4 separate regions of the Mus musculus genome follow, and regions 2, 3 and 4 are each linked to region 1. The links are chromatin contacts, called in public Hi-C and Micro-C maps. All regions are on one chromosome and are shown on one strand. Each heading gives the region's core, a stretch centred on a gene start, on an enhancer-like site or on the middle of the called end of the contact. The rest is flanking DNA. Distances are from core to core; before and after follow the strand shown. Region 1 holds the start of Ube3a (ubiquitin protein ligase E3A). Region 2 holds the start of Peg12 (paternally expressed 12). Region 3 holds the start of Mkrn3 (makorin, ring finger protein, 3). Region 4 holds the start of Herc2 (HECT and RLD domain containing E3 ubiquitin protein ligase 2).

The links. Hi-C and Micro-C count contacts between places; a contact is called where the count stands out from the background.
Region 2: a contact with region 1 is called in a Micro-C map of embryonic stem cells, with 5 times the contacts expected there. The contact joins the promoter of Peg12 here to the promoter of Ube3a in region 1. A contact is called at or near these places in 1 of 39 promoter capture datasets (cranial neural crest) and 1 of 484 Hi-C or Micro-C datasets (embryonic stem cells).
Region 3: a Hi-C map of the G1E-ER4 cell line shows a contact between it and region 1, with 4 times the contacts expected there. The contact joins the promoter of Mkrn3 here to the promoter of Ube3a in region 1. A contact is called at or near these places in 2 of 484 Hi-C or Micro-C datasets (the G1E-ER4 cell line and rod photoreceptor).
Region 4: a contact with region 1 is called in a Hi-C map of B cells, with 7 read pairs. The contact joins the promoter of Herc2 here to the promoter of Ube3a in region 1. A contact is called at or near these places in 2 of 39 promoter capture datasets (cranial neural crest and pre-B cells) and 3 of 484 Hi-C or Micro-C datasets (B cells, CD4 T cells and uterus).

What each region holds. Positions count from the first base shown.
Region 1 is chr7:59,225,274-59,230,892 of GRCm38.p6, reverse strand. Ube3a (ubiquitin protein ligase E3A) reads right to left here and starts at 2,143. Exons shown (of 11, transcript NM_001033962.2): 1 at 1,622-2,143.
Region 2 is chr7:62,461,137-62,466,755 of GRCm38.p6, reverse strand. Peg12 (paternally expressed 12) reads left to right here and starts at 2,246. Exons shown (of 1, transcript NM_013788.2): 1 at 2,246-4,885. The coding sequence starts at 2,409. The coding sequence ends at 3,260.
Region 3 is chr7:62,417,514-62,423,132 of GRCm38.p6, reverse strand. It overlaps Mkrn3 (makorin, ring finger protein, 3), which reads left to right and starts at 2,980. Exons shown (of 1, transcript NM_011746.3): 1 at 2,980-5,540. The coding sequence starts at 3,092. The coding sequence ends at 4,726. It overlaps Gm32061 (predicted gene, 32061), which reads left to right. Exons shown (of 3, transcript NR_166566.1): 1 at 1-3.
Region 4 is chr7:56,047,113-56,052,731 of GRCm38.p6, reverse strand. Herc2 (HECT and RLD domain containing E3 ubiquitin protein ligase 2) reads right to left here and starts at 2,577. Exons shown (of 93, transcript NM_010418.2): 1 at 2,430-2,577; 2 at 1,784-1,876. The coding sequence starts at 1,855. It overlaps Gm34121 (predicted gene, 34121), which reads left to right and starts at 2,682. Exons shown (of 3, transcript NR_166588.1): 1 at 2,682-2,990.

The DNA.
Region 1 (5,619 bases), core at 894-3,393:
AAAAAAGCCACCTACAAAACCTGCATACAAAAGGAATTTTCTAAACTCAAAGTTAAGCTCCTCAGTTATATGAAGAGCAACATCCAAAGAAGTATGTGTATACCACTTCACAACACACCATGCAAGGTAAATATTGACACAAATTATTTCACAACCTACATTCTGATTTTGAAAACAAAACTACAAGTCATCTCATCTTTATTATGTGCTGTATCTTTCTTAAACGATAGACTGCGAATTGTTGAAGTTCTCATTTTTATTACAGATTCTGATACATGGCTTTTTTGTAAAGCTAAGTATTTATGGATTTACAGTCATCCTTACTTAGGCTTATCAGCAATACAGATGCAGTATCCACTTCCTTAAAAGTGCAGTAAGCAGTCTATTTAAGAGGAGAATTTAATACTAAAGCAATTTCTGTCATACATAACAAGACAAAATTTTCCTTTTATCTCTCCTCAATTCTAAATTTACATAATTTACCAAAAAGATATCTTAAGAGTATTAACTAATCTGAGGTGTGTCAAAAACATTCGTCGTGTCTCTTGTCCAATAGGGCTTTGATATTTAGCTTTTTAACAGCTGTATTTCTTAAAGTTCAGGCCATCTTTATTTCAAACGCACTTCCCTATCCAAAACATTTTAACATAATCTGCTGCTTCTCCCAAAACCATGGGTTATACGAATATCCTTCACGAAGTAAGATAATGGTGGATAACACATCCCATATACTATTTAGTTAACATTTCCAACAGTACACTAGCTATTTAACGCAATCCCAAAGAGATTTTATACTGTTCTATTTTAGCATGCTCAAAAGACATAAAAAAAATTGACGTAAAATTGTCTTTAGAGGATTCTTCTAAAGCTGATAAAGTCTTATTAAAATTATACTTTCTATTTTTAAGGCTAACGCAATTATAGCACATTCAACTCTGATTCTTCCAACAAAAAGCCTCCGCATCAAAATGGGGAAAACGTCCTTTTCATTTTCTCAACTGAAAAGGGGGAGGGGAGAAGAGGAGGAGGCCAACTGCTTACAGGTTTGCATTGAAAATTAACACAGCAGTTTCTGAGGAATCAGTAACTCACGTTCAACTACTGAATCCTACCAGAAGCAGCACACGAATAAAACCAGAGCGCAATCCTTGGGCTTGAGGTGCCGCTTCATCCGTCTTCCTTCCAATCCACCCCCAATACCCCAACCCACTAAGCACACATCTAAATATGTCTTCCCCACCAGAGCGCCCCTTTGGAGGAAAAGGCCTGCCTTTCGCAGCCTGAAGCCACGGCTGGCTCTCCGATCTCTGCTTAGATGAGGCCCCCGATCTCGACGCCCTGCACGTCCGCCCCACCCCGGGCCCACTCGGGTACCCGTGGGTGACAAAACCCTCCCTCCTGCGTCCAGCCAGCACTGACAGTTAAGGCTGCAGCAGCCGCAGCCACCAGGGCCTAGTCCTGGCACCGGCCCCTCCAGACCACGCGCCCCAAGCACTCGCTCACGGAGGCGGGTGAGGGCCCGGCGCCTACCCTGTCAGCGCGGGCCGGAGGGTGACGAGGGGACCGGCGGTACAGACCAGAGGGAGCGCGCCGGGCAGGCCGCAGCCGCAGCAGCACTGACCTGTCCTCGCCCCCGCGCGTGGGCTGCGGCCCTCGCAGCTGCGGCCGCCTCACTGGTCCTTGTCGCCCTCGTCCACCGCCGCCGCCCGCCACCGCCTCGTTCCCTTTCGCTGGCGCCACCGCCGGGTCTCATGCGGGACCCGCGCTTCTCCTCAGGAAACCGAGGCCGAGAGGCCAGGCGCCTGGGCAACCTTGAAGTCGGCGCTGAAGCGCTGCTGTCGCGATCTGTCCACAGTGGGGGGCGAGGGCGGCGAGCAACTCCGAAGAGAAGCAGAAGGAGGCGCCACCGTCAGCGACAGGTCGACGGAAGAGAAGCGTAACGAGGCGGTGAACAGCTGCGTGGCCCGGTGCGCGAGCGAGAGAGCGAGCGCAGGAGGGGCGACGAGGTGCTGGCAAAGACGAAAGGCCCTGTCGTCTCCTGGAGTCACCCAAAGAGGAGCGCCACCATCTTGGGAGAAATACGGATCTCGCGAACGCAGCACTGGACGAGAGGACTAGGTGGGCGGACCGAGTATCCCGACAGGCAGCGCGCGCCAACCCTGCCGGGCGAGGGCTCGGAGTCCGGAGGCGGGATGCGAGGCGGGGTTGCGCGTGCGTGGGATGGCGACGGGCTCTGCCCCGCCCCGATCGCAGCTCTGTGGGGCCCTCCTCTAGCTCGCCTTCGCCTGCGGCGCAGGGGCCTTTGGGAAGGGGAGATGGCCTTGGGCTGGGTGGAAGCTGGCCAGCATCGTCGCCATCTTGAGACTGGGCTGAGAGAGGCTTGGTGTTTTTAGCCTCTGCTCCTTTTACTCAATCTATAGACCAGTGTGCTTCGGTGTACTCGCGAGAGCGGACAGGTCTACCCAGCCTAGCAAAGCCCAGGAGTCAGAGGGACGAATAGGCCAAGAGGGTGTAGCCTACTGGCGGCACGAGGAGGCATAGAAGCGTTTTGTTGCTAGAGCTGACCCTTACGACTTTTCATCCGAACTGTCCGAGTAAAGGATTCAGGCGTTGAGATTGGGCAACCTTTCAGCAAACAAGGCCATCAGCCTCTGCCAGAACATGATATGTCACTGGCTTACCAGACTAGTAGGTAAAAGCCCAGCCCCTCCTGTGTTGTCTTCCAGTAGATGTCAACTGAGAAGAAACCGCCTTGCTTGATCACACGTGGATAGAGACTAATTTTGATTTACAGAACACCCGAACCCTGTTAGAGCCATGTGACTTGTTGGTACCGGAGTGAGGGTTTAACTTAGGTTTGTTGTTAATGATTTTGACACTAAATTATTATAAAGACTAGCTGACATGTTATTTCCTGGCTTGCAACTTAGTAAGCCTTAATCATCTAGTGCTCAAAATGTAACAATCACATGTATTAATGTGCTTTTCTGTTTATTACAGCTCCTATAATGTGTGTGTATGTGTGTGTATATATATATACACATCATATATATATGAAAGATCTCCCCACTATAAAAAATATTTTTATTATTGGTTTTTCAAGACAGATTTCTCTGTGAAGCCCTGGCTGTCCTGGAACCCACTCTGTAGACCAGGCTGGCTTTGAATTCAGAGATTCGCTTTCTGAATGCTGGGATTAAAGGCTTGCAATTTTTTAAAATTAAAAAATAATAGGCGTGTGTGTGTGTAAACTATTACAGGATAAATAATAAGTGCAACTGTTATATCAGATTTTAAGATACTTTAAATTTTTTCTATTCTTTTTTTTTCTCCATCCATTAAAGATCCTCATTTGGAATACCATTGTATTATATGAAAGGGGCCAGTAATAAATGTAACCCTTTAAAGAGTTATCTTTGCAAACTATTTAAATACAAAACCAAAACTGAAAATCATTAGACTGCTAAGAAAAGTAAAGTACATAAACTGTTGCAGCATGTGAAGACGCTTTCAGCTATTCACTCCTAAATAAAAGTCTGAAAATGAAAGGTCATGGTCTAGTCATGTGAATTATCAAAATGTAGCCAGCAGCCCAGACTTCTAAAAAGCTTAAAAGTTTAAAGGAAATACATATCCAAGTGCCAGTCAAGTTCTATATGGAGATCATGGAGAATACTAATTTCTCTTAACAATCTGAAGAAATTATTTACTTAATGTTCAATATGTATTCTTATATGGGCCTCTGATGTTCAGGACTTCATGTATTTTGATTTATCATTTTTAAAATTTAGAAACATTAATGCTAGACATAAAGGTACATGCCTGAAACCCCAACATAGGCAGGAAAATCTTGAGTTCTATGGCAGGCCTCACTATAAAAAGAGACTATCTCAAAGAGAGGTTGAGAAGTCAATATTTATGCTAAAAATTATTACCATGAATGATTCCTGCCAACATATTTGTATACTTTTCATAATATTTTTTCATTTTTCAGACACACTTTCTAGGAAAGGCTACTTGGTATCTAGGTGTGTAATAAGGTCTAAATGAGCCTCAATAGTTTGAAATATTTTCTCATTTCAAATGTAAAAGAACCATGCAACTGTATAAGCATATTCATTCTTTAAACAAGCTTAGTGTCTACTATTTATTTACTCAGAACAACCTGAGCCTTGTAAAACAATACAAGAAAATCTCTGTACATATCTTCAGTAAATCGGTTAAAGAGGAAATCAGGCCTGTAAAAGTTTTTTAGAACCGTTGAGCACTTGTATGGTTTTCTGGGTGTCAACTAATACTTATATGCTACTCCTGAGCTAGGATAAAATGATCAGAAAACGTATAAATCCTCAACACAAAAAAATGGTCGGGAGAAAATGTCCTTAACAGAGCACCAATGCCTCTGGCTCTATGGACAGATCAAATATTGACAAATGAAATCTCATAACATTGAAAAGCTTCTGTAAGGCAAAGGATACTGTCAACAGGACAAAACAGCAACCTACAGATTGGGAAAAGATTTTTACCAACCCTACATCCAAGAAAGGGCTAATAGCCAACAGTATACTTGTATACATAAAATAAATAAATAAGTCTTTTTTAAAAAGGCATCTGGTTAATCAATAATTATGAATATAATACTTCATTTAAAGGCAATGTCTTACTTGACACTGATATATGCAGAATACAAAATTCTATTGCTGAAATGATCTTTTATTTGTTAACTCTTACCACTGCTGCAGAACTCTATTATTAAAGCTTACATTTTTGTTTTGTAGTATTAACCTAGTCTATTAGCATACAAGGACCAAACATTTTGACTGTAGTAAGACAGATATCATTCTTAGCAACATATTTTCTGTTGCTTTTATTTATTTTGTTTAGGATGCTGATCACATCTATATAAATTTGAGTAGTTAACAGCAAGTTTCTGAAGTGCTAATGTGTTGCTTGTATCTTTTCCTACCCCACCTAAGCTCCTAGAATGGGCCAAGCTACCAGCCCCAACCCAGCTTCCTTTGAATCCATGGATAAAAGACACACACACACACACACACACACACACACACACACACACACACGTTGTTCCAGTTCAACTTGCCTTTTGACACAATTTCTGGGCAACAGACTTGGCAAGTATTCATTTTGTATATTTGCAAATTGAATTTATAGTGAGAAGTGAGCAATTGGCCCATGTTTCACAACTTAAAAACTAATAGAATTACAATTTAAGCAAAGGAATGTGTGTGTGTGTGTGTGTGTACACATGCTTGTGTTTTGTTGTAGAATTTGCTTTGTGTTTTTTGTTGTGGAATTGCTGTATAGAAGCTTTTGAGGGTTTTTTGTTTTTGTTTTTGTTTTTTTCAAGTCAGGGTTTCTCAGCCCTGGCTGTCCTGGAACTCACTCTGTAGACCAGCCTGGCCTCAAACTCAGAAATTTGCCTGCCTCTGCCTCCCAAGTGCTGGGATTAAAGGTGTGTGCCACCATGCCAGGAGAAGCTTTTGAGTTTTATGGAGGAACACTTGACTGCTGTTAACATTAATTCTTGGGCAAGTGGGCTCATATTCTTACAGTCTCCATACATCCTCCTCTAAGAGCATTCCAACATCTACATGTTAG
Region 2 (5,619 bases), core at 997-3,496, 3.2 Mb before region 1:
TATAAGATTGGACTATAGGAAAGCCTACAGGGAATTTTCTTAATTGGTGATTGATTGGGTGGAGGGGGCACAGCCCATTGTGGGTGTTGTTAGCCCTGGATTTGTGGCCCTGGGTCCTATAAGAAAGTAGGCTTAGCTAGCTATAGGGAGCAAATCAGTAAGCAGCAGCCTCTCTTGCCTCCAGGTCAGTTCCTGCCTCCAGGTTCCTCTCTTGCTTGAGTTCCTGCCCTTACTTTCTTTAATGATAGTCTATGATGTGAAAGTGTAAAACAAATAAACCTTCCCTACTGCAATGCGCTTTGCTTCAGTTTGTTTCATTGCAGCAGAAACCCTAACTAAGACACTAGTGTACTCATTATAAAAACAGTAAGAAACTAGTATGTCATGTTGTGATTCTATGGCGTTTCCCCCCCCAAAGGAATTTATTTATCGATGGAACCAACTTCATCCAGGATTGTGTAAGGGCAGCCCATTTTGTTGGATAAATGATTAAGCCTCAAAAAAGTCTCATTTCTTCACTACCAACACAATGCTATGAATAGCATTGTGAATATGAACAACAGCATGAGACCAATATACTTTCACAACTCCAAAAAATGTTTAAGGGAAGGCACTTGAGAAACTATAGAAAACAAGGCAGCAGCATGCGGAGCTCAAGGCCAGCCTGATCCACATTGCAAGAGTAATTCAAACTCTTACCCACAAGATAAAGTTGTGGATTTCAAGGGCTGTTTCCAAAAAGTGTGACGAAGTAACAATGTATGAACTTTCCATTTATGCAATTCCAAAGACATATAGACTTACCAAGAGAAGAAGACGGATGTTTCTAGGTGAATATGTCACAAAATCTCTTAACAAACAAATAAATATCCTTCAGCCTTTAAAGGAAAAGATAATATAAAATAAACAAGTGAGGCTTACCTCAAATGTTCAAGGCTGATTCAACACTTTATAACATTGATTCATTCATTCATCTTATCCATGCCTGAAAAAGGAAAAAGGGACATTTTAACACATGAAGAACCCCCAGTTTTATAAAAGCAACACTCAGTCCTGTTACAAACTATAAAATAAAACTATAAATAGAAGGGATTTTCTCAAACTCATAAAGTGTCATGTCCCATGATGACTAGAAACTATTCTTTCGCTATGAGAACAAACAAACTTGTATCAGTAAAAAGAGTAGGCACAAATATGTAATTCAGAATGGAAATCCTGGGGATAGATTGAGAGTGAGATCATCAGTCTATTCTGACAACAGTATAAAAGTATAATAATCACAGAGCAATTACTTTCAAGAAATGATGATGGAACGAGAAGCACCCTTATAAAACTGTGAGCCTTGATAATGATATGGCACACGCATTCAGAATGAGTCAACCGCAAATGAGTTTATTGGTGAGATCTCAGAGCAAACAAAGGGTTGATTCATCAAGCATGAACACTTACGAGTTAGGCTTCTCTAAAACAGTTCAAAATTGAGATTCTATAAGAGACAAGTTTCAACCTTGGAGCATACATATTTACAACAAAAGAACATCAGTATAGAGTGATTAAAAACCACAACCAAATAAACAGAAAACTCACTGAAGAAAGGAATTTGAAAAACTAATATAATTATCCAAGTTCCCATTCAGTGGGTGTCAGAAATCTTGTTTTAGATTGATATTCCCAACATTCTTTCTACTATCAGCAAATGACAATGTAGTACCCTCTTTGCCCTTAAAGAGCAAAATGAGAACTATGTAAAAATCTAGTTGGCTCTTAAAGTAAGATTACAGTTTTTTTCTCAAATGTATGTTACTATTTCATGTCTCCAATGTGTGCTTATTTGTCTCAGATGCCCATTCTAATTTTCTTGCTCACTATAGCAGATAAAGCTGGGTTGGAACATGTCTATTCATCTAGTGTTTTTATGGAATCGTTACTTTCTTCTATGAAACAAAACAGAAAAGTTTTTACAACATTTTAAATCACTGTAGTTTTAGGTACAAACTTAAGGCATCTCATTCTGTTTGTAATTGTTTGTATACTAAACCGAGCATCGTCTGCCTTCTGGTGGCCCGTAAGTTGAACAACAGTTTCTTTGAATTCTGCTAGAGGAATTTCAGCATATATGAGTCCCTCTGGTGGCAATGATTAGAACAGCAGCTGTAAGAACTTTTCAAAAAAAAAAAAAAAAAGTTCACTTCTCTTAATCAAGAATGAGAAGCCCAGGTTCCGGCTCCCGCGGCTCTAAGGCGCGCGCTGTCCCTGCCCGGAGGTCCCAGCTTCCGCGTCCCAGACTTGGCCTCCACCCAGCCTGGGCCTCCGCCCCGCTCCCTTCCCAGACGCGTCCCGCCGAGCCCGCGGTCAACCGAGCCGCCAGTGACGCCCGCACAGCCACGGGGACCCGGGCGGGGGGAGCCATGCCGTGCCGGAGGGAAGAGGAAGCCGGCGACGAGGCGGAGGGGGAGGAGGACGACAACAGCTTCCTCCTGCTGCAGCAGTCCGTGACTCTGGGGGGCTCTGCCGACGTGGACCGGCTCATCGCCCAGATCGGCGAGACGCTGCAGCTGGACGCCAGGCACGATGGCCCGGCCTCGCCATGTGCTGCCCCGGGCCCCCCGCCCGCGCCCCCGCGGGTCCTGGCCGCGCTGCCGGCGGACAAGGCCGGGGCCCCAGCGAGGCGGCTGCTACGGAGAGCAGCATCAGCGGAGGCCGGGGACCCTGCGCCCCCGGGGGCTGTGCGCTGCGTGCTGGGGGAGCGCGGGCGCCTGCGGGGCCGGGCGGCGCCCTACTGTGTGGCGGAGATCGCCCCGGGCGCCAGCGCGCTGCCCCAGCAGCTCGGCCTTGAGGTATCCCCGGGGATGGGCAAAGTAAGCATCCCGCAGCCACTGTCCGGCCGGTGCCGGCGGGGTTGGCTCCGGAACGCAGCCGCGTCCCGCCGCCAGCAACAGCGACGCGGATCTCAGTCGGAGACCCGCACGAGTGACGGCGACCCGCCCCGACTCCTGCAGCAGCTCCTTCTTTCGGGAAACCTCATCAAGGAGGCGGTGCGGAGACTTCATTCGCGAGGGCTACAGCTACAGGCAAAGCTTCCCGCTCACTCGTTCCTCGGGCCTTTGTCAGCCCCGGTGCATGAGCCGCCTTTGCCCGGGAGCCCCCGTGCAGCCTGCAGCGACCCTGGCGATTGTGATGGAGGGCACAGCTCAGAACTAGGGACGACCTTCTTGTCCCTGGCAGCTAATAACCCCGGTGGCCACAGCACCAACCTGTAGCAGGGGACCAAGGGATTCACCCAGGACTTCACCCAGCTGGGGCTCGTAGAGGAAAATAAGCTAAGGAAGACAGCCGAAATATCGCAAATATTTCCATGAGTTGAGAGACCCAAACTGTTTGAAACCCACGAGTTAGGTTTGTTTTAAAACATTATATAGGTAGAGCGCACCGCAGGCTGTCAGCAGGACTTCTTTTTTTTTTTTTTTTTTTTTTTTTTTTGGCATAATCCAACCTGGTCGCTACAATTCCGCGCAGACTCTCCGGGCCAAGCAGGCACCACGTGGCCACGGTTCATGCTCTCAGAATCGACTCAGCCAGCTATGGAACGAAGGACAATGATCCCCGTTACTTGCTGTACTTTCCAGGACTGGTTCCTGATCCACTTTGGGGGAGGAGGAAACAGGAATGGACATAATTTCGGGGAGCGCCCCGAAATGCCACACTTGAACATTTTATGACAGTTAAAAGACCATCTCATCTTTTGCGGTGCTGGTTTCAATGTAAAACATGAGGTACCACGAGAGGACCCTCTTGGGGCTGAATAGAAGTAACCGTTATTTGTCTGTCCCCTCTTTTTTCAAAGGGTTGCTGTTAGCAGAGTGTTGAAAGAAAGCTGTATCCCATGAGTGTAGGGCGGGAGGCAGCAGTGAGCAGTGCTGGGTGATGGAAGGGCATGGCGAAGCACCGAGTGAACCCTCCTGCCTTTGTAAAGTGTGTTTTTAAAGGACACCCATTCCTCTTTGGGTTCAAGGTCAGTTTCCTGGGTGTGTTCCGTGTAGTGGGACTTCAGCACAGACACTAACCGAATTGCCTTGCTGAGGGATGAGCACACTGTTTTGCAAATGCTGGAGTCCTTTAAGGGCTCTCCTGCCATCTCTGGGAGGGGGTGGGGTGGCTGGTATTGAGTGTCTGTGCTTCTGGCCCGAGGCCCCCTCCCCTTCCACTCCTTCCAGCTTCCAGACAAACTGCCTGGAGACAGTGACTGCATTCCACCTTTTCCCCCTTGTTTCTGCTGCTCTACTCAAGTGGGGTGACGCTGCTGATGCTAGGGGCCCGGATAGGGGGCTGGGGAGGCTTCTCATAATGGGCACTCCAGGGACACAGTCTCACACAACCGTGTATAATGAGCTCTAGGGGCCGGCTCTGCGGGGAACAGCTGCAGTTCTCTGGATAGACAGAGTTGATTTCCTCCTTCTGACCCTCCCCCAGCTGTGCCAGCTGGCCTTTGTAAGGGAAGGAAACCTAGTAAAAAATGTGACCTTCCAAAGGGGAAAGCTGCAGGCTTTTTGCTATTGTGACTGTGAAGTGCTTCGAAATACTGTTCACTCTGAGCAACCGTTTTCGTTTTAGTTTTATGGAGTTAATGGCTTGTTCAGCATCCAGATGTGGCTATTGACAATATCTACTCTTCGCACCAGAGTGACTGGAGTTGTGGCTGTCCTGATGATAGGATTTTAACTTAACTGAAATAACTGTTTTTGAATAAATGTATTGGTTTTTTTTCCAGAAAAAAAAAAGAATGAGAAGCCCAAAAGTATAAACCAGGACATTCTGTATATTTTTTACGAGTCTAGTGAATGTATACGAAAATAAATGAGACATGCGTTCTTAGTGTGACAATTATACTTAAGCCTAACATTTTTTTCCAGTTATGCTAGAGAAACTACTAGATCAGGCTGAGTGCATGGGCCTAGTGTATAGTTTAGATTTACTATTTTCAATGATTTTTAAAAGGTCTCAGTGGTTTATTTGATTATTTGACCAAATGTATGTCATAAGCTAATGTACTCTTGAGTTTGAAATGCCCAATATTCCTTGGTTTACTCCTCATGAAATGAATTAATGCACAGTCAAATAACTTGGGATGCATCTCAAGGGGAGACTCCAAGGCCTGACACTATTACTGATGCTATGGTGTGCTTACAGACAGGAGCCTAGCCTAGCTGTCCTCTGAGAGGCCCAACAAGCAGCTGAAAGAGTCAGATTCAGATACTCACACCCAACCAATGGACAGAAGCTCGAGACGCCTGTGTCTGAATTAGGGAAAGGGTGGAAGAAGTTGAGGAGGAGGGTGACCACATAGGAAGACTCAACTACCCCAGACTCCTGAGATCTTTCAGACACTGAGTCACCAACCAGACAGCATATACTAGCTGGTCCGAGGCCTCTGAGGCCCCAGGGAGTGGAGAGGCCTGGCAGGAGGGAAGGTGGGTACATCTTCTTGGAGACAGGGGGAAGGAAGAATGGGATGTGGAACTGTGGGAGGGAATACAGGAAGGTGGATAGTGACTGGACTGTAAAAAAGATAAAGGTAATAAAAATAATAGTGCATGAAGCAGCAGGAGGTGTGGGTGGGCT
Region 3 (5,619 bases), core at 1,731-4,230, 3.2 Mb before region 1:
AAGGTATGTTTCCAAAAATTGTGTCAATATATCAAAGCTGAAAGTAAAAAGAAAGAAGGGATGGGGGATACACAGAAGGGAAAGAAAATAATATGGTTTCGATCATTAGAGAGAACACTCTGAGTCTTCTACATTGGACAATATATAAAATAGCTGTCTGTTTCTCTCAACGCACCCTAACCAGTATATGCAGTTATTGGTCTACTGTGGAATTTTTAAAGTAGTAGGGGATGTTAATTCGTAATATAGTATTACTGAATACCAGGTTTATAAGTATAGTCACTATGAGGTAGAGAACACAACTACCCAGGGCAGGCAGCCAAACAGATAGAGATTCAAAATCACTTATCATCCAATCCTAGCAGCAAAGCCTTGAGAATATTAGAAACATTTTTCTCAGTTCTCAGTTTTTAAAGTTTGAGGAGACACTGTGGTCAGAGTCAACACTGAAGTTAACTGTTTAATATAGTCAGTGTTAGTATAAGGTGGCTGTCTGAATTATCACTATAATTTAAAATTAAAACTGAAGTCTTAGTCATATTGAGCTACATTTCAATTCTTCAAAAGCCAAAGGAGGCCACTAAGCTTAAAAACAAACCTTTCATTTTTCACAGAGGTTTTGGATACTGTATAAAAAAAAAAGGTTCAGTGTAATTTATATGGAGTGCTCATAATAAATCACCATTGATCAAATAAGTTTGAGATCTACAAATATTCAAAATTCTTTCATTTATGAATGGTAGGTAGTTTGGTATGTAAGGCTAGGAATTATACTCTAAGCTTTTTTGTCTTTAAAAATCAGTCAGGGTGTTAAGCCCAAAGAGAAAGCATATTCTAGACAGTTCAAATGTCTCTTTGAACTTTGTCAAAGCTATCATACAAATAAAAACATCATAATGACTATGTGAAGGAGAAATCGACAACCAAAAGTTCCTTAGTTCACAATGAAAACTGAAAGAATGATGATCAAACAAGTTTTCCTTCAAAAATATTGCATGTTGATCATGGAGCACCTATTATGTTTAAGTAAAAATGAGTTTCAGTTGATTACAATGAAGTTCACAGAATAAAAAACCTTAATTGCCACAAATTCAATCCACTTCAAATGTTTAAGTATCATTTATCCCTGTATACATGAGACACAAATTGTTCTTTTCTTATTGAATTTTTGGACATCAAACTTGATAAATATGCATACAAAGCAGATGAGTTTTCTATATACAAATAGCATTTTTGCCTGTTAATGAACTAATTACTTTCTGCTTCTAACAAGTCTTATTCCTTTTCTTTTCTTTTGCTTTTTTCCCTCTATTGTACAAGTGGGCACTTTAAAACAATATAAGCTTTTCAACCTTTATGTTCATTTCAGAGTCCACATTTTAAAATACCTCATATCAAAATTTTCTTAAGCATATGTAGAACATACCTAATAGATCTTTATTTTTGTTTCTGATATTTTTACTAATCTATCTATCTATCTATCTATCTATCTATCTATCTATTTATGACCATTTAATGAAAGTTTCAAGTTTCATATTCAAATCTTTTCCCCACTCTCATCTGCTAGTTCTTACTTAGGTCTTTTATAAATTAGTGGCACTAAAAACATCTCATTGTTTTGAGGTTTCTTATTACTTAATGTCAGTTCTTTTGAAGTATGTGATGCTGGAGATCTGAGCCTTTTATTATTTTCCTTCATAAGTTACACAAGAAAAATTTTGCCTATTCTATTGTTCTTATTTCATGTTTACTTTGACTTCATCCCCCCTTATCTATATTGTTTGATTATGTTCCTCTTATCTTGTTTTATCGTTGTTGGATTTATTTAGTTGAGACTTATATTTTGAGTTGGATGATTATATCATATGCTTTCAGAGTTTTTTAACCTTAGGTTGTGAGACTCCTTCCAATAAAATTATTTTTCTGAGCATAATTTCATTTTTTTAAATAGTAAATAAAATATTTGAAGCATTGCTAATTCAAGTTAGTGGGTGAGGAAAGGAAGAAAGCATGATTATTACTAAAAATAAAAACCCACGTAAAACTATACTATAAAATTTAGTATGCCACTGTAGTAAGTACATGTAGCAGTGTAGAACTACATATAAAATTATTAGCCCAATAGTATATATCTGCAAAATGAAAAGAAAAAGAAAAAGAACTGGCTCAGTGCAGAAATGGAAATGAGACACTTTGGGGTGCAAAGAGGAGCTGGTATTATGAAAAGCTCTGTAGAGCAGAATGGGATGAAAAGGAAGGCAGGGAACAAAGGGTCTCCGAATCCAACCAACAGAGAAAAGTTAAAGCCTGGGTCATTCTCAGACCTTGCCTTATTAAGTCTTCATCAGGGTTGGGCAAAGTCCAGGCTTCTACATTGTTGGGGGTCCGGGAGAATGTAACAAAGGCAGGAAAGTGAAAGGCTCTGAGTAGCCTCGGGGCAGGGGATTCCCTCCTAATTAAAGTGCACGCAAATTAACCCTTCAAGGGAAAAAAAGACCCAAAGAATCCTGTCAGATCTACAAGCATTGAAGGAGAAACGCTTTGGCAGGGACACTGTCCGATCTTAAAAATTAGTAGCCTATAAACAAACGACAGAAGAAACTGAAAAATAATTTTTAATGTGAGTGAAATGTTTTATGTTCAAGCAGCAGACGGTAAAGGCAATGTGTGTAGCGTTTTCTTAACACACACACACAAATAAACTGCAATGTATACAACTGAAACCTGGAGAGTTTAAAACATCAACCTTGAGGGGAAACACTGTGGAAACGGGGATTGGGGGGTTCAGAGTCGCACTTAGAAAGCCGGCAGAAGCCCATCCCAGTGTCTCAAGCAGAAACAGGCACGCGAAAAACATGGCGGAAGCAACTTCCGGTGAAGCCCTAGGAATGGTGTTACAACCGGAAGTGTCCGCCTGCCTGTAAACAGGTAGGAACTAAAGTTTCCAGGGAACGGGGAGCAGGTGGGAAGACAAAAATCGATGCACTTCGCTCCGAGAAGAAGCTGGTCGAGCCATCTCCAGCTCCGCAATTCAAGCACAAAAAAGATATAATATTCGGGTTTTTGGACAGTGTTAGAGGCACGCTGTAAGATGGAAGAGTCTACAGCTCCCATTGAGGCCCACGCGGCCGCCGGCGCCGAGGCAGGTGCTGAAGGGGGGGAGGGTGTGTCTGTTCCCCCCCCTCCTCAGTTTGAGGCTGCTGGAGCTTCTGCGGGAGTCAGCTCGGCCCCTCTGCAGCAGGCATCGGGTCTGGCACCGCTCCTGGTGACTCCAGGCCCAGCGATCCGGCGCGCGGCGAGTTTGAGGCCAGCGCCAGCCGAAGGGGGCGGGGCCCGGTCTGGTCCGGAGCGCAACAGTGGCAGCTGGACGAAGCAAATCCTCTGCAGGTATTATCTGCATGGGCAGTGCAAGGAGGGCGATAACTGTCGCTACTCTCACGACCTTTCTGGGCGGCGGAGATCTAGGGGGGGGCAAGATGCTCAGCCTCGGGCCTCTGCAGACAGAGGACCCAAGATGGCCACTCGCTGGGAGCCCCCGACTCAGGAAGTGGCGGAAGCCCCCCCTGCTGCATCCTCAAGCTCCTTGCCTCTGATTGGCTCGGCTGCTGAAAGGGGCTTCACTGAAGCTGAGATTGACAATGCAGGCATTCGCTCAGCTGCTGAAAGGGGCTTCTCTGAAGCCGAGATTGACAATGCAAGCCTTGCAGCAGGTGCTGCAGCGGGAGCGGGTGCAGAAGGCTGGGAGGGGGCAATTGAATTTGTTCCTGGACAGCCTTACCGAGGTCGCATGGTCCCCCCGCATGGTCCCGAGGCTCCTCTGCAGAGCCCGGCAATTGAGAGAGAGCATATGGCTATGGGCATGGGGATGCCGATGCCAGTGCCAATGCCAATGCCAGTGCCAATGCCAGTGCCAATGCCGCTGCCGCTTTGCCGCTATGCTGCCCGGGGACAATGCCTCCGTGGGGACAGGTGTGCATACCCCCATGGAGAAATATGCGACATGTGCGGGCAGCAGGCCTTGCACCCTTGGGATGCAGCTCAGCAGGAAGCTCATAGAAGGGCCTGCGTTGAAGCACACGAGAGAGATATGGAACTCTCTTTTGCTGTGCAGCGCAGCATGGACAAAGTGTGTGGCATCTGCATGGAGGTGGTCTATGAGAAAGCTGACCCCAGCGACCGCCGCTTTGGCATTCTTTTCAGCTGCAACCACACCTACTGTCTTAGGTGTATCCGCAGGTGGAGAAGTGCCACACAGTTTGAGAACAGGATCAGTAAGTCCTGCCCACAGTGCAGGGTCTCCTCTGGCTTTGTCATTCCTAGTGAGTTTTGGGTGGAGGAGGAAGAGGAGAAGGAGAAACTTGTTCAGCAGTATAAGGAGGGGATGAGCCAGAAAGCGTGCAGGTATTTTGCTGGAGGCCTAGGTCACTGCCCATTTGGAGAATTCTGTTTTTACAAGCATGAATACCCCGAGGGCTGGAGAGATCAGCCTCCAAGACCAGATGGTGGTGGATCATCAAGCGCATACTGGCATCAAGTTTTGGAGCCTGTGCAGTTGCGAGAGGGAAACGTGCTGTTTAAAAGCCGTAAAAAAGAGCATTCTGTGCTTCGCCTGGCCAATCAGTTGCTTAAGAAGTTGCTTTGCCTGAGAGGCAGTTCTTCCTTCTCTGATGACCGTTGGCTCTTGCTTCAGTACCAGCTGGAAGAATATTTCAGTTTGAATCTGTAGTATCACGCTGTGGCATGTGGTCTGGTCTGCTAAAGCTCTGTTGTCTGCTGTTGCTTATTCCCCTTTATTGACTGAAAAACCCTATCGCTTTCAAAGGCTACTGAGGCAATCTTTATGCAGTATTGCTGTTTTCTTCTCTATTTCCTATTTCTTCTTGCTAGGATTGTGATGTTTCTCTGTGTTACAAAATAACAAGAAATCTTATAAGTATTGTTTGGTGGAATTAATATTTCTGTCAACTGATGACTTGTGATGTCTTTTTTCCAACAGGATTCAATCACTTCTAGTCTAGTGTTTACAGTTTCTCATTGTGAAGTCCCTTAAGAGTAAATGTGACAAGGTGACAAAAGTCTTTAACTGAATTATGAGCTTTTTGCTATATAGCCTTAAAAAAAATGGACCCTTACAGGACCTTGCAGCTGCTGTCTGTGTTTGTTTACATGTTTGTTTCTTCCCTTCTCTTTCAAGTGCACTTGTTAACTTGTGGTTACTTTGTGGTTCTGTTTTACTTGACCAAAATGAGGTGCATATGTTTACATGTTTTTATCCTGTTTGGCTTGATGTGAAATTATTTATATTTGGAAATATATATTTAAGAATGATATATATGCGTATATGTATACAAAGATGTATTTGAAAAAAACTGGAAATAAATATACACCATAATATATATGTTTGAAGTATTGAAATAAATGCAGAACTGAAAGCCCAGTGTTAAAGTCCAAGTGTGTGGGCTGTATGTGAATTGTGTGGATAATCTGCCCCTGCACTGATGTCAGTGATTAGCATCTAATAAAAATGACTGCTAAGTGTGGATCTGACTCTTTTTTTAATGGATTTACAAAACATGACTTCGAAAATTCCTACAATACCATTAACAGCTTCCTGGTGTT
Region 4 (5,619 bases), core at 1,328-3,827, 3.2 Mb after region 1:
AAGTCATTGCCAACAAAACCTGACAACCTGACTTTAGGTCCCTGGAGGTCATATAAAAGCCAAACTCAGCGCAGTGTGTCTGTCATCTGTTTTCCTACAGGATGGCAGGAAGCAGAGGCAGGAACATTTCCCGTGGAAGCACGCGGCCAGCCAGGCTGGAGTATATACACAGAGATCCTGCTGCACACACTGCGGAAGTTCAGGACTCACACTGGGGTTGTCCTCCAACCTCTACACACATGGACGGCACATGCACACCTTCCAACAAGAACACACTGACTCACATCATATACACACAAAAATAAGTCTTTAATGTTTTTTAAAGTTTGTCTGACTCTCAGTATTTCAGATATAAAAAAAAAAATCACTTATTTTTCACCTCTCCAATCTGCTTACAAAAGACAAAAAGAAAGCAGACACTAACAGCTAAACTAAAAGAAGTATTTAAACAACAAAGGTTAAGAACTACCAAAGTACTTTCAATCCCTTAGCTCAGTCCTATTACAGCACACCATGAGCAGCAAACCTAGTATCTCCAACAGTCATCTCCAGCAGTCCTCAACACTTGGACTCAGATCTATCAGCACTCAACCCTAGTTTAAAGGGAAAAGGAAATCAAGAGAAGGCAATAACTTTCCATTTATAAAACTCCATAATCAATCGCTGCATACGCTGCCTTACAGTAGTGATTGCTGATAATAAGCTATCCGTAAGACTGTTACAAAAAGTCGATTGTTTGACAAATATTTAATGTGTTCAGCATCCTCGCCTCGAAAAGGAGGAAAGAATACACAGACAATAGAAACATCTCAGACACTTTTTTTAAGCTGGTGATATCCAGATCCAAAAGTACTCTTCCAAACTATTCATAAACAACAGTAGCTTATAGGGAACCATCTACAAAAATTTTATTGTGATCATTTAGTTAATAATTTCCTGATAACACTTGTAATTACTTTATTAAACATTACCATCACAAGCCAGCATTCTGTTTCTCTTGTTCCTGGTGTGAAAATCTGAGCATTTCTCTTAATTACAGATGACATATAAAACCAACAGCTCATCTAAACTGTCACCTCTCCGGGAGAACAAATACAAAATCGCAGAAAATGCTAACTACATATCACTTTCCTGCTTCCCTGCATAGTATCAGGACATACAAAATCAATAGCAAAAATATCAGGACATGCCTTTCATCCCAGGACTCAGGATGCAGAGGCCAGCCAGGCACAGTGAGTTAACAGGGAGACCCTTTCTAAAAATAAGAGGGGGGAAAAAAAGAAAAAGAAACAAACAACAGTCAAGTCTTGATTAAGAATGTTGGCAGGACCTGGGATGGAGTTCAGCTGGTAAAATACCTGCCTAACTATACCACATAATCCCAGCAAGGTGTTAAGGTGCTGCAATGCTAGCACTCAAGAGGTGGAGGCAAAAGGATCGGATGTCAGGTCATCCTCACCTACACTGAGGAGTTCAAGGCCAGCCTGGGAATATGAAACCCTGTCTTAAAAAAATAAACAAATAAAAATAAGCCTCCAGAATAAAAATACTGAAAAATTGCATAACTGGATCTCAAGTTTCTTGCACTTACAACTAACTTCAATTAAGCCACAACCACATAGCATCTCTTCAACAGTCATAATAAATGTCACATTGTAAATTATAAGAAATAATCTTCCTAAGACAAGATCTAATTGCCATTCACTCACACATTCTCCTCAAGCAAACATTTTTTATAGAGACAGGAACACACAAAGAAAAGAGAAAACCATGTTCACCCCACCTGGATATCTGTTTTCAACCATTTGGAGTCAAGGCGAGACTGGGCAGCCAAACAGAAAGACTCAGAAGGCATGTTTCCTCCGGGTGGTCAGACCTGCAAGTCAAACACAAACGCTGGAGCCCTCGAGCTTCTTTAAACTGCTATTTACACCATCCTGCTGTTTAACGCGGCCGAGACAGAACATAAAACAGGGAAGGAGAGCTGGGGGAGGGGACGAGAGGATGAGGGATGAGAGGGAAAGCTGGCCCCAGAACGGGAGAAGGGAGGGAAATACCACTTCCAATAGAGGTAGAGTCGCTGGGATTTCCCAATACGCCGGCCGGACCTACAGTGGTCACCGGCGACCACTGCACAATGTCATCCCACTCCTTTAAATCCAAAGGGACACACACAGACACACGTCAGGAAAAAAAACTCACTATCGCAACGACAAATGACACCAGTGTGCATCAGCCGCTATACCTACAGCAGTCCGGCGGAGTGTGGTAAATAAACAAAAGTCATGTCTGCAGATAAATCTACAACAATCGCCTAAATACTAAAAAGACAGCCGTGACTGCGCGGCCTCCGAGGCGCACAGGCCCTGGTTCCTCCGCGCCAACGCCCGCCTTCCGCCCGCCGCTCTCCGGGCCCCGCTCTCCCGGACCTGGCGCCGCCCGTCTTCGGCCCCTCCGCCCTCCTTCGGCCCAGCTCGGCCAGCCCTGGCGCCGCCTGCTCCGCCAGCCGGCTGAGGGAACACTCCCTGCAGGAGCCGGCCGGCGCTCGCGATCCAGTCTGCGGCCCGAAGCGCACGCTGACGCATGGCTGCGCCCGCCCAATAGCGCAAGGGTGAGAGACGGCTTCAGCCAATGGACGAGCAGCGTCGCACGCCCCTCCCCCAACTTCCGCTTCCTTCAGCACGACTCAGCTTCCTTCTTGAGACTCACCCGCTCAGCGAGAGCCAACCGCAGACGCCGGGAGGTGGGACTTGTGCGCACGCACGCTGGCTTGCCCAGTCCCAACCCTTCCCAGACTGTGTTTGCTTCCAGGGACCCGAAGTTGGTAAGGTATTTGCAGCGGGACGAGGTTCTCGAGGCTCCCTGTGCTTTAACGACAGCGTCCTTTTGGCCTTTGAGTCAGTGGACAGAAGAGGAAATTTAAGAAAAAGTAATTGATCCGGGCCTGGTAGTACTCGCCTTTAACCCTGGCACCAGGAAGGCAGAAGCAGGTGAATTCTGGGTTAAGAGACCCTGGGGGAATGGGGGTGCGGGAGTAAGAAAAGAGCAATTAAAATCACACAAAATATGTTCTCTGATCATCATGGAATAATCAAATAACTACAAATAAAACATAACATAATCTTCAAGCATGTGGAAATTAAACTTTTCCATGAGAAGGCAAAGAAAGGACTTAGAACATTTGAAATAGGAACTGGGTGCGATTTGTTGTTTTAAATACGATGGTTCATTTTTTTCCCACGTGTTAGAAGGCAGCAATGAGGGATATGCCACAGTGGTATGGTGGCCCAGTTGCAACGTTAAAATACCTGTCTTTTGTCATCCTTGGTATGTATCTTCAAACTCACTCCCAAGGGTCAAGGGATTTGCCATAGCTCAGACATCACATCTCTGTTTCAAGCAGCAGGAAGCAGTATAAAAGATCCACAGTCTATCACACCTCCCAAAGACTGTGTGACTCTAATTTACTTCTGCTTCAACTCAAAAGTATCTGAACAAGGTTTCAAATTCAACCACATCCAAAATACAGTTAGGGTGGACAGGGCTTTGAACCTGAGGCATGACAGCATAATTACCAGTAGAAGGTAACACCCGAGGAGGCATCTCTGGCCCTTAGGCTCCCTTCTCATGCAAGACACCCTTCGTCCCTCCACATACTGAAGCATGTTTACCTACGTACATTTTTAGAACTGTGTCTGCTAGCTCTAAAAAAACGATGTTTGTAGTCCATTTTGTGTTGCTGTAACAACATGACTGAATAATAAATACAGGCATTTGTACCTCACACTTCTGGAGGCTAAGTCTAAGAGCATAGCACTGGTATCTGGTGACGGCATTTCTGATGTTGCATAGCATGGTATAGAGGCAAGAGAACCCATGTGTGGCAAGAATACACCAAGCAAACACATCATTTTGATCCATGAGGCATAGTCTACTTGACTTGATCACATCTTAAAGGGTCCACCTCCTAATACTGCGACAAAAACTGTAATATTTCAACAGGAGATCTGAAGGGACATTCAAACCATAGTGAGGCAATGTGGTGAAGTGTCTAGGATGGCAGAGGTTTTGTGTGTGTGTGTGTGTGTGTGTGTGTGTGTGTGTGTCTGTGTGTGTTTATTTGTCAATTTGAAGATTGAGGCAGCAGGAAAAGCAAGGTCTCAAAACTCAGCCAAGATTTCTTGAAACCAGAAACACAGAGAGGGAGATAAGAAAGTACAAAATACACAGAGACAGAGTGAGCTACTAGAGAAGGGACCCAAAGATAGTCTCTGTCAGAGGCAAAATCTTCATATGTTTTGCCAATAAGTAGTTCTATCTCTCTAAACTCGCTGGTTTGGGCTATTGCAGGGAAATGTATAATCTAGACAAAGAAAGGGAGGCTGGCTGTTTCTCCATACTGGACACCCTGTTAGTGGGAGATTTGAAATTCTCACTGAACAGTCTCTCTGATAGGAAAAACCCACTAAGTCTTTATCTTGGAGAGGAGAAAGAAAGCAGGCAGTCAGCTATCTTAAATGTTTCAATAGAAAAAATACATTAATATTCCAAGGTCCCCTTTCTCTTGTGCATGTCTACCAGGGAGCTGTCTATCTTCCAGTCCCTCGGGAAGACTGTCCTTGTCAAATTCTTCATAACTTGGCTCCTATCATCTTTAGGATATTTGTGTTTAAGAACATGATAAGGTGAAACTATTCTTTAGTAATTTAATATACATGGCTGAAGAGATAGCTTGGACATTAAGAATATTGGCTACTTTTACAGAGGACCTGGTTTTAGTTTGTAGTAAAATAATCTTGTGTCACACAAAAGAACACATGAATAAAACAAGAGTAGCTCAGCAAGGTGACTTTTTTTTTTTTTCAAAAAAAAAAAGGGTTCTTGAAATCCCAAGCCAGGCATGCCCAAGGTGCTCCCTGTTATGTATCCCTAAATGCAGGTGATGACTGTATCTCATCCCATTATCCCATTGGAAGGAGCCTGACTTCACAACCACATGATTGGTTAATCAGTGCAAAGAGGGAGATTCAGAGAGTATGAGTTCTTGTCACATTAACTACCTTTGAGGTTAGCAAGCATATGCTGACTTTGTGATGTGTTGATTAACGGTAAATTACTGTTAAGTGATGGCTCAAGCATGACTTAAGGTGAGCCCACCTTACTAGGGTTCCAAGACTCATAGACTTGTCTCAACTGGAATGTAAGGCCTTCACCCTGGCAGTGATTCTATTCTCCTGACAAGCAGTCTTCTCTTAATAGAGCTTTACTGCTCTTTTACTGTTCTCCCTCTGAGGAGATAGAATTATTTAAGCGGCAGATTAGAGGTCACACACATGCACACACTTTCTAGACATCTCTGGTTTCTGGCCAAGGTCAAAGTGCCAAGAGAACCAAGGACTGTTTGTGCTTTTTGGCAAGAGAGAAATGTGGGTGTGTGTTTTGTTTTTATATTATTTTTACCCTGGACTGCCCTAGCTAATTTTTTTTTTACCTTTTTAAATTACACACCCTTCCTCTGAAGAAGTGGCACTCACATGAAGAAATTGGGATAATTACCAGTCTGACTATTTTAAGTAGAACGGGCCCATCAGACATGGCAGTCAGGGTATACCTCCAGTG